Linked DNA regions of Mus musculus: regions 2 and 3 are each linked to region 1. The links are chromatin contacts, called in public HiChIP or PLAC-seq maps. All regions are on one chromosome and are shown on one strand. The core of a region is the stretch at or near the end of the contact, and the rest is flanking DNA. Distances in the headings are between cores, read along the strand shown. Region 1 holds the start of Dntt (deoxynucleotidyltransferase, terminal). Region 2 holds the start of Arhgap19 (Rho GTPase activating protein 19). Region 3 overlaps Sorbs1 (sorbin and SH3 domain containing 1).

Region 1 (2,778 bases), core at 197-2,696:
GTGCTAGCTGCTGTGGTGAAACACAAAGTTTCGAGGATGGGCAGCAAGCTCCTTTACTCACTGAGCCATCTCACCGGCCCCAAGAGTATATACATTTTGGAGTCAGACAAACCTGACTCCGAGTCCTGACTCAGCCATTTCTTAGTGGTGGCTACTGATTTGTTCTGTGACTTTGAGCAAGTTGCTTGCGGGGCTGAGGATCTTCTCTGCTGCATCTCGCTGCCTGTATGGTACTTTGTGGGCACTGACAACCCCCCCCCCCCGTATTATATGGGTATCTAGCTGGCAGTATGGTCTTATAAGAATTCAGTCAGCAAAGGTTTTGAGGTCTTGCCTAGGTCCTGTAGTAGGTGTTCCAGAAGTGAGACCTACTAAGTAATATTAACTAAAGATGAAATTTTCATTTTGCACAGGGCTGTGAAAATGTCCCTAACTCCATGCCCATGACTCTTCTCCAAAACTCATCTCGTCTCAGAGACCTATGTTAGTTATGTAGCGACCACTCTCTGGAAACTTAGTGCACTGAAAAAATAGAAACCAAAAACAAACTAAGTTGCATCACGGTTGAAGTCTGAAGAACTGCATTCATGATCTCATTTGCCCCATACTCTGTGATCTGCAGTGTCTGAACCTTAGCTTTCTATAAAATGTGCTCACACACGGGAGCCTGTGGTCCTGTGCCCACTGCAAAACGATAGTAACTAAAGCAGCAGAGTAGACAGAGCCAGGAAAATCACAGTTATGGGCTTGTTGGGAAAAAAGTGACCATGGGGCCAGGAGAGATAGCTCAGTGGTTAGGAGCACTAACTGCTCTTCCAGCAGGCCAGAGTTCAAGTCTCAGCAACCATGTGGCAGCTTACAACTGTCTGCAATTCCAGTTCCAGGGAATCTGACACCTTCCAACACCAATGCACATAAAATAAAAAAAAATTAAAAAAAAAAAAGCAACCAGCAGAGTGAGAAATTCAGGTGGCATTCACGTGAAATCACAACAGCTGTATGTAACACATCTGTGCCAATTACAGACATCCAGTGTACCATAACGTAGGTCCGAGAGAAAGAATAGAAGTGAGCTAGAGTAAAGCAGGAATCAATGAATAAAGTCAGCAGGAGCAGTTAGATGACTAAGTGGTGATGATAGAAGCTTGCTACCAAGACTGACAACCCACGTTTGATTCCTGGGACCTACAACGGTGGAGGGGGAAAGATGCCTCTGACTGCCACACTGATGTCATGGCATGCACACACATGCCCCCTTGCGCAGTAAGCAAATGTAATACATTTTTTAAAAAATGGCTTTTAAAATGCAACCTAAAGGGTTTGAACATGTCTAAAGATAAATAACAGTACTCAACCAGTGGCGAGGTCCCCCTTTCTTCATAAGTTTATTCTGAGGTACTGCAGAGATCAAGTGTATGAAAACCCAAGTTCACTGTTCTTTCTGTCAAGAGCTCCATTTTGGGAGAAAGGACCTGATCAGAGTGAGACATTCCTTCAGCAGGAAGTTGTCACCAGGGTGGTACCTATGGGTTTGCTGGTGAGAGGACATCAGAGCCCTCATTCTGGAGACACCACCTGATGGTACAGACAGAGCTAGACTGTCTGCTTCCATGGATCCACTGCAAGCAGTCCACCTGGGTCCTCGGAAGAAAAGACCCAGGCAGCTGGGCACCCCAGTGGCTTCCACGCCTTATGACATCCGATTTCGAGACTTGGTCCTCTTCATTTTGGAAAAGAAGATGGGAACAACTCGAAGAGCCTTCCTCATGGAGCTGGCCCGAAGGAAAGGGTTCAGGGTGGAAAATGAGCTCAGGTAGGACAGCCCTGGTCACTTTGCAAGCATGCAGGAGCCCTGAGGACGTCCCCAAGGGACCCAAGGGGCCAGTTGGCTAAGGGAGATGAGTGGGGACTAAATGAGATTATATAGAAACTAATTGGTACCAAAAAATAATATTTTTAAAAAAAAATATGGCTTCCCATGACTGACTCTGAGATTAAGTATCCAGGAGTGATAACCAGAAAACTAGTCAGAGAACCACATAGAAACCACTCGATTCCATTCTGTACCAAACTGAACCAACACCATTGGGTTCAATTTTTTACATTGCTACTTTGGAGCAGGGAGGGTGTTCTGATTGTCTGGCTCTGACTTATACACACCTGCTCTGCTAAGGGTCTATGGTGGGCTAGGCTGAGGTGAGTCACCACAGGTACCTTACTGGCCTTGGTGATGGTTTTCCAAAGGGTGGTCCAAGTGGGCTTCAGGAAGAGATGCTGGTTAAAGATGTTTGTCTAGGGGTGACAGATGGCACCCCAGTGTGCTATGATCAGAGTCTAGGCAGGGAGGTGATTGAAGCTACCATCTGCACTCGTTCAGTAAGCACCAATTATCATTGTTTTGCTGACTATTGTGTACGTTCACTCTCTTGACCCAATGAAAAGAATCAAAGCGATTCAGAAAGTCCCAGTAAAAGGCCCTGGTGTGCCTGACGGCTGCAGACAGAAGTGTTGGGGTTACAGTGGGAGTGGGGGGGCACTCAGTTCACTGCCTTCAGCCATGCAAGTTGGGAGGGGTGCTGAACATACCGTGTCAGAGATGATCTGACTTTTACACTTGGGATTTTGGAAAGTCTTTGAATTTAAAAGAAAATTGCCAAACGTTTCTTGCTGATGAAATGCTGGCTTTGGAGACATTGAGGAGACACATTTCCAAGGTCAGTACTCAGGAATTTCACACTCCACATGCCCAGCTGAGGGGATCTTTTTAGATTTTTTGCT
Region 2 (2,778 bases), core at 159-2,658, 770 kb after region 1:
GTTCGGAAGCTCAAGATTGGGGTTCCCTGGATTACATGAGAGACTCTGTTTCAAAAATAAATAAATAAATAAATAAGCCTCACAAGAACCCCCAGACTAATCCCCTGCAATATGCAATTGACAAGTACACGGGTAGCTGAAACGAGACTGGGAGTTCCAGTCCAGCCGAGGTACTTAGCAAGAACCTGTCTCAGTAACGACAATAGAGGGTTTCAGATTCAGAGAAAACTGTGTTGGTCAGATAGTTAACAGTTTCAAATTTTACATTCAGTTGACAGCAGCCTCAAGGAAGAATTCTAAGTCCTCTTGCTGTAGAACAGTATTTCATTTGTCCTCATTTTCATTACAATTCAGGATTTTCGAGTCGGAGGAGAGATAATCTAATGACATTTATCAACCCACGGGCACAGTTCCCGGGAGAAATAAAAGGTCAAAGAGTGGAAAACTCCTCCATACAAAACAGTAACAATACCCACACAAGCCCATCAGGGCTCAGGAAAAATCAGGCTCACAAACTCGGTTTCCCAAAATTCTTGGTTCTTCTGTTCTGTACTAACTCCGTACCAAAGCATAGCATTGATCATACTCTCTGACAATGTAAGTAATCTCATTCTATTGGAGTGTGTCAGACTCCAAATATTTGTTTGTAATCGGTTAAGAAAGGCTCGACTTTATGACAGGGACAGTACTCGTTCCAGAAAGAAGAAATGAGATCACAATTTCAAGGAAACATAAAAATCTATCGTATTTTGAAGTGTTTGCCAGGATGGGTGCTATGCGCTTTAAATAGGTTGTGTCATCCCGTCCAGGTTCTGAAATAAGTATCGTTATGTTTATTTACAGAAGAAGGCTGAAGCCGAGAAAGGTCAGCCAGCTTAGGGGACAAAAATCCCTTTTAACCATCACTCAAGTCGCGGCTCTGAGTAAAGCGCAGAGGCTGTCACGAAGGACATTTAAAGCTCCCGGGGCGTTGTGGGATTCTCTAAACCGCTCTGGGCTTCAGTTGCCACTCAAAACGCTCGGCGCCAGGGCAGACACCATGACCGTGGCCCGGGGGTCTGCAGCCAGAGCGTCGGGAGGGCTCCACACACGGCCGTGGGACTCGCGGAGAGCAGCGCAGCGGGAAGCACGGACCGCAAAGACCCGCCTCAGCCCCCGCAGGCGCGTCGGCGTAGACACCACGGGAGAGAGGAACAAAGCCCGGGCCTGTGGACCACGGTGACTCAAGGGCAGGGCGGCGACATCGCTAGCCCACAGTCCCGTCTCCTAGGCAGCAGGACGGAAAACTTGGCTCACCTCCGGCCAGAGTCGCAGACCGGCGCCTCCCCTCCACTCGGCGCCTCAGCCGCCATCTTCCGCGGCAGCTTGGTCTGCAGCCCCGCCTCAGGCACCGCCCCTTAGCCCTTAGATTGGCTAGGATGGTTTTCTAAGTCCTGTACGATTGGACGAACCTATGGCCCCGCCTAAATAAGAACCGTTCCATGCTACTATTGGTCTATTCAAATATCTAACTGTCATTGGTAGCACAGAACCAACGAAAGGGCAGGAGAAACACCTGCCCGAGGCCTACCGGGAGATGTAGTTTCTCGTTTTGATTAACCCATGTAGTTCCGCGGATCAAGTCACAAATTCCTGGCTGCGCTCCCCTCCCCGCTAGGTAAATCTCTGAGTTACAAAACTGTCGGTTTTTAAAGTCACTTGAAGAGAAAAGGTTCTTGAGGCCCTGCCCATCCCCCAGTTCGGTAGGCAGTTAACGGTTGCTAGGGAAAAGGGCTCATCACCCCTCACTCACTTAAACCCCCATTCACCCCACCCCCAAGATCCATAGGCTTAGTAAAAGGGAAGAAAAGGCATTTTCTTCAATGGTATATAATCAGTGGTAAATTGCATACGTTCCTGTAAGCTACCCTAAGTAAACTCTTGTGTGTGTATATATGTATGTGTGTATGTATGTATGTATTTATGTATGAATGTATGTATGTGTGTGTGTATGTATGCAGGGGCTGATCTTCAGGGTACATATTTGGGGGAGGGGGAAAGTCAGTATAAAGACACCAAAAGCACTGGCTAGAATAGAGAGGCAAATTTTGGGTCATCCAAACAAGCCTCCTTGGGTGACTTCAGGCCAACAAGAAAATGTGACTAAGCCAGGCAGTGGTGGCGTATACCTTTAATCCCAGCACTTGGGAGGCAGAGGCAGGTGGAAAAAAAAAAAAAAAAAAAAAAAACATGGTATTGATATATGAAATTCACAATTAACAATAAGGGGCAGCTAGAGATGGTTCCGTGGTTCTAAGAACACTTGCTGCTTTTCCTGAAGACTAGAGTTTGATTCCCTGCATTGAAAGGTTCACAAGGGCCAGACAGTGAGTCCAGTTCCAAAGGACTGATTGCCTTCCTATAGCCTCCAGAGCTGGCCTCCGGGGCACATGCGCACAGATGCACAGAGACACATAAAATCTTTTCTAAAAGCAAAAAATATAGATGGTAGAGAGTAAAAAGTGAAGGGAAAGAACATTGTGACCCTGACTTGACCCCCAGACCAGGCAACCTTGACCCTATCTTGACCCCAAGCTCAAAATCAGGGCCAAGAAACAGAATCCCACCAATCCCTGAGCACAAAATTCCCACCAACCCCTAGAATTGCCCCAAAATCAGGCCACAAAAATCCCACCACTCCCTCCCTGGACACCCTGGAAAGCTCTGTCTTCATCGCCTGTCCCGCCCCACCAAGAAACCCTATACAAAACCCGCTGAGCTTCTGCCGCTTTTCACCCC
Region 3 (2,778 bases), core at 106-2,605, 660 kb before region 1:
ATTCTTTATGGATGTTTTTGTGTTACCATGGCTGAGCTGAGTAAGCGCGGACCACTTGGCCTGCAGAGGATCTGGTATTAGTTACCCGGCTCCTTAAGAGAAGTCTGCAGAGGTATGAACACTGCTCTGTAGACCTCTGGGAAGGTAAGGGGGCAAGTAAAACCTTGAGAAGAGGATAAAGCGTTATTACAAAGTTCCCTTTTTTGTCTTGGGACGCACTTAACTCTCTTCATTTACCTTTCCCATGCCTTGGTTCTCTCACTGAAAAATATGGGAAAGACATTTCCCTTGGCAAACTCACAGAGATGCTGTAAGCCAAAGCACTCAGACAGCTAGACATGGCTGTGTGCTCATTACAGTTTATTTAACCTGTTTTAGATAGGAACTTACAGAGAGCCAACAAACATACCAGGTGTGGTCTACAGATTACATGCCTATTATCATTATTGTCTGTTTTCCCAAACCGGACCATGCAGGTACTGAAGGGGCATTTCCTAAGGACCTGCTAGGTATGATGCCTGCCATTATGCACGTGGAGATGCAGGTGAACCCCTCGGATACTTAGGCTGACAGAGGAGTTAACTTCCCAGCTTAGCTGCAGAATTCAGGTTCTGAGCCAGCTTGTCTAAGAGGAGCCAACCAGATGAAAAGAAAGTGGAGGACGGTCCTGGCACAAGGAACCATTAACTAGGTGCCACCTTGAACTTTTCTGACTTAATCATGTGCTTGGCATTCCATTAACTCTTTGATAAGACAAGAAGACCCTATAGCTAAAAAACAAAAACAAACAAACAAACAAAAGCCCTAGAGACACCCAGGAGATGCTGCAGGAACCAGCTGAGTTGCCTTGGCAGGATGCAGGTTTGCAGCCACCAGCGCAAGAGTGACGGCAGATCTCTGTGGTAGAAGGAAGTGAGAGCAGAGCCAAGGGCTGAAGTCACACACTGAAGGATGCCAAAGGAAACAGGCAGAGAAGCAGAGAATCCGCAGCTCTGTGGGAGTCACCTGAGCAACAGGAAAGAGACAAAGGGCTCAGAGGGAGCAGTCCCAGAGGGCAACAGGGAGGTATCAGACCGCAGAGAAAGGGATATGTGTATGAAAGAGAAGCAGAGGTGAACTCCACACAGAGGAAGGAGCGGGTCAGATGGTAACTGAAGGGCAAGATGGAGGGGAAAGGGCTTAAGCCAAGACAGCCTGAGCAAGAATGAAGTGTGCCTCTCCCTCAGCAGTCCAGCAATTAGTAATTACTCCCTGACTAAGAAGAAGTGCAAAGCGCTAGACAGGGAACACACTCTGTCTGGCAGGAAGGCAGGGTCTGAGGTTCCATGCAAAGCTGTGATGATGTCAGAGACTCCCACGTGTGAGGGCGTGGCTGAGGGGCAAAGGAACAGTGAAGGCAGCAAGCTCGGGTTTTCTAACAGTCTACTCAGGAGAGCCACTCAGCCCTGACTCCAGGCAAGCCTCTTAAAGCCTTGCTCCATCTACGAGAGCAGACTGGTTCCTAAGTATCCTTGTAACGCCAGCTGACTCTAAACCCCACCTTGTTTGGTATGTAGAACTATGAGGACTACAGGCATGTTCGATGTTTCTGGGTCAAATAATTCTTAAAAAAAAAAAAAAGATTAGGGCAAGTGGTTCTAATAATTGCTAACACTCAGCCCATCAGCCCCTTTATAAAAACCTTTAAACTTTAGAAACTTAAGATCACGGGATTCTGGTATATGGAGGGCTCAGACACCAAAAAGGGGGGGGGGGGAGAATGTTATTTGATATGGTTAAAAACCTAAAGTAATACGTAACTGCTCCACATAAGCCACATAACATTGTATTGCTGTTACAACTTTATATCATACTCTGATATCTGTATCATATCTGTTTCTTTCTAGTTTTATAATGTGCTTCAAAAGGTCCCAAGTTGGGGGGTAGAGAGATGGCTCAGTGACTAACAGTACTTTCCCCTCTTGAAGAGGACACAGCATCCACGTCGTAGCTCATAACCACCTTTAACTCCAGTTCCAAGAGATTCTTTTAGTCTCCACGGGCACCAAGTGCGCACACGCGCACACACACACAATACTCATACAGTCATGCGTGCAAATGCTTATACATGCAAAGTAAAAATAAATAAGTTTAAAAGTCTTGAATCACTAAACAAAATAATGACAACCTCAAATGGGGCTCTCTCAGGAGGAGGAGCAGACTTCCTGTGTATCCAAACCTTTGTGACAGTCTAAAGCAATGCTTATATTTCCCTGGGGAAGGACAGTAGCCTTGCTACACCCTCCCTGTGCAGTCCCTGTAGTCTCTTACCAAGGGGACCACAAATCAAACAAAGCCAAACTACATGTGGGCTCCATCCCCAGATAACTCTCCAGGAGGGCTCATCTTCACTGTCTGCTTGAGAACTAAGAAACACCTAAGATGTTAGTGAAGCATACCTCTGGATATGACAGTGAGGGTATTTCCAGAGATGATTAAACTGTGGGAACTCTGCACTGTCAATGGTTAAATCCATCCGTGAACTCAAGATTTACCATTGGGAGGCTGTGGAAGATGACATCTGCTTGAAGAAGCCTATCTCTGGGGCATCATCTTATCCTGGCCCCTTCCTGCTGCTGTTTCTCACTGCTTCCTGTTTTCCACCAGGCCCTCCTTGCCCTGACAGGCTGAATCCCCTCCAACCAACTTCCCTCCTCTAAGCTGTTCTGCCAGGTACTTGGTAATAGCAATGGAAAACCGAATACTCTCTTACTGAGTGCTGAACCCACAGAAGTTTGC

Evidence for each region. HiChIP or PLAC-seq counts read pairs in DNA pulled down with a chosen protein or histone mark.
Region 2: a contact with region 1 is called in an H3K27ac HiChIP or PLAC-seq map of T-cell acute lymphoblastic leukemia, with 2.6 times the contacts expected there. The contact joins the promoter of Arhgap19 here to the promoter of Dntt in region 1. A contact is called at or near these places in 2 of 39 promoter capture datasets (hippocampal neurons and pre-B cells) and 1 of 115 datasets of contacts at active chromatin or transcription factors (T-cell acute lymphoblastic leukemia).
Region 3: an H3K27ac HiChIP or PLAC-seq map of thymic regulatory T cells shows a contact between it and region 1, with 4 times the contacts expected there. The contact joins the enhancer-like site here to the promoter of Dntt in region 1. A contact is called at or near these places in 2 of 115 datasets of contacts at active chromatin or transcription factors (regulatory T cell precursor and thymic regulatory T cells).

Annotation. Positions count from the first base shown.
Region 1 is chr19:41,027,829-41,030,606 of GRCm38.p6, forward strand. Dntt (deoxynucleotidyltransferase, terminal) reads left to right here and starts at 1,447. Exons shown (of 11, transcript NM_001043228.1): 1 at 1,447-1,813. The coding sequence starts at 1,611.
Region 2 is chr19:41,800,676-41,803,453 of GRCm38.p6, forward strand. Arhgap19 (Rho GTPase activating protein 19) reads right to left here and starts at 1,409. Exons shown (of 12, transcript NM_027667.3): 1 at 1,297-1,409. The coding sequence starts at 1,352.
Region 3 is chr19:40,365,371-40,368,148 of GRCm38.p6, forward strand. All of the region lies in intron 9 of Sorbs1 (sorbin and SH3 domain containing 1), which reads right to left. Among named protein-coding and RNA genes, the nearest start is that of A930028N01Rik, 70 kb to the left of the region's middle. Within about 2 kb of position 1,356, at least 224 of the 459 cell types and tissues checked have an H3K27ac peak or open chromatin away from gene starts, as enhancers often do. A contact at or near this core is called in regulatory T cell precursor and thymic regulatory T cells, where this site is marked.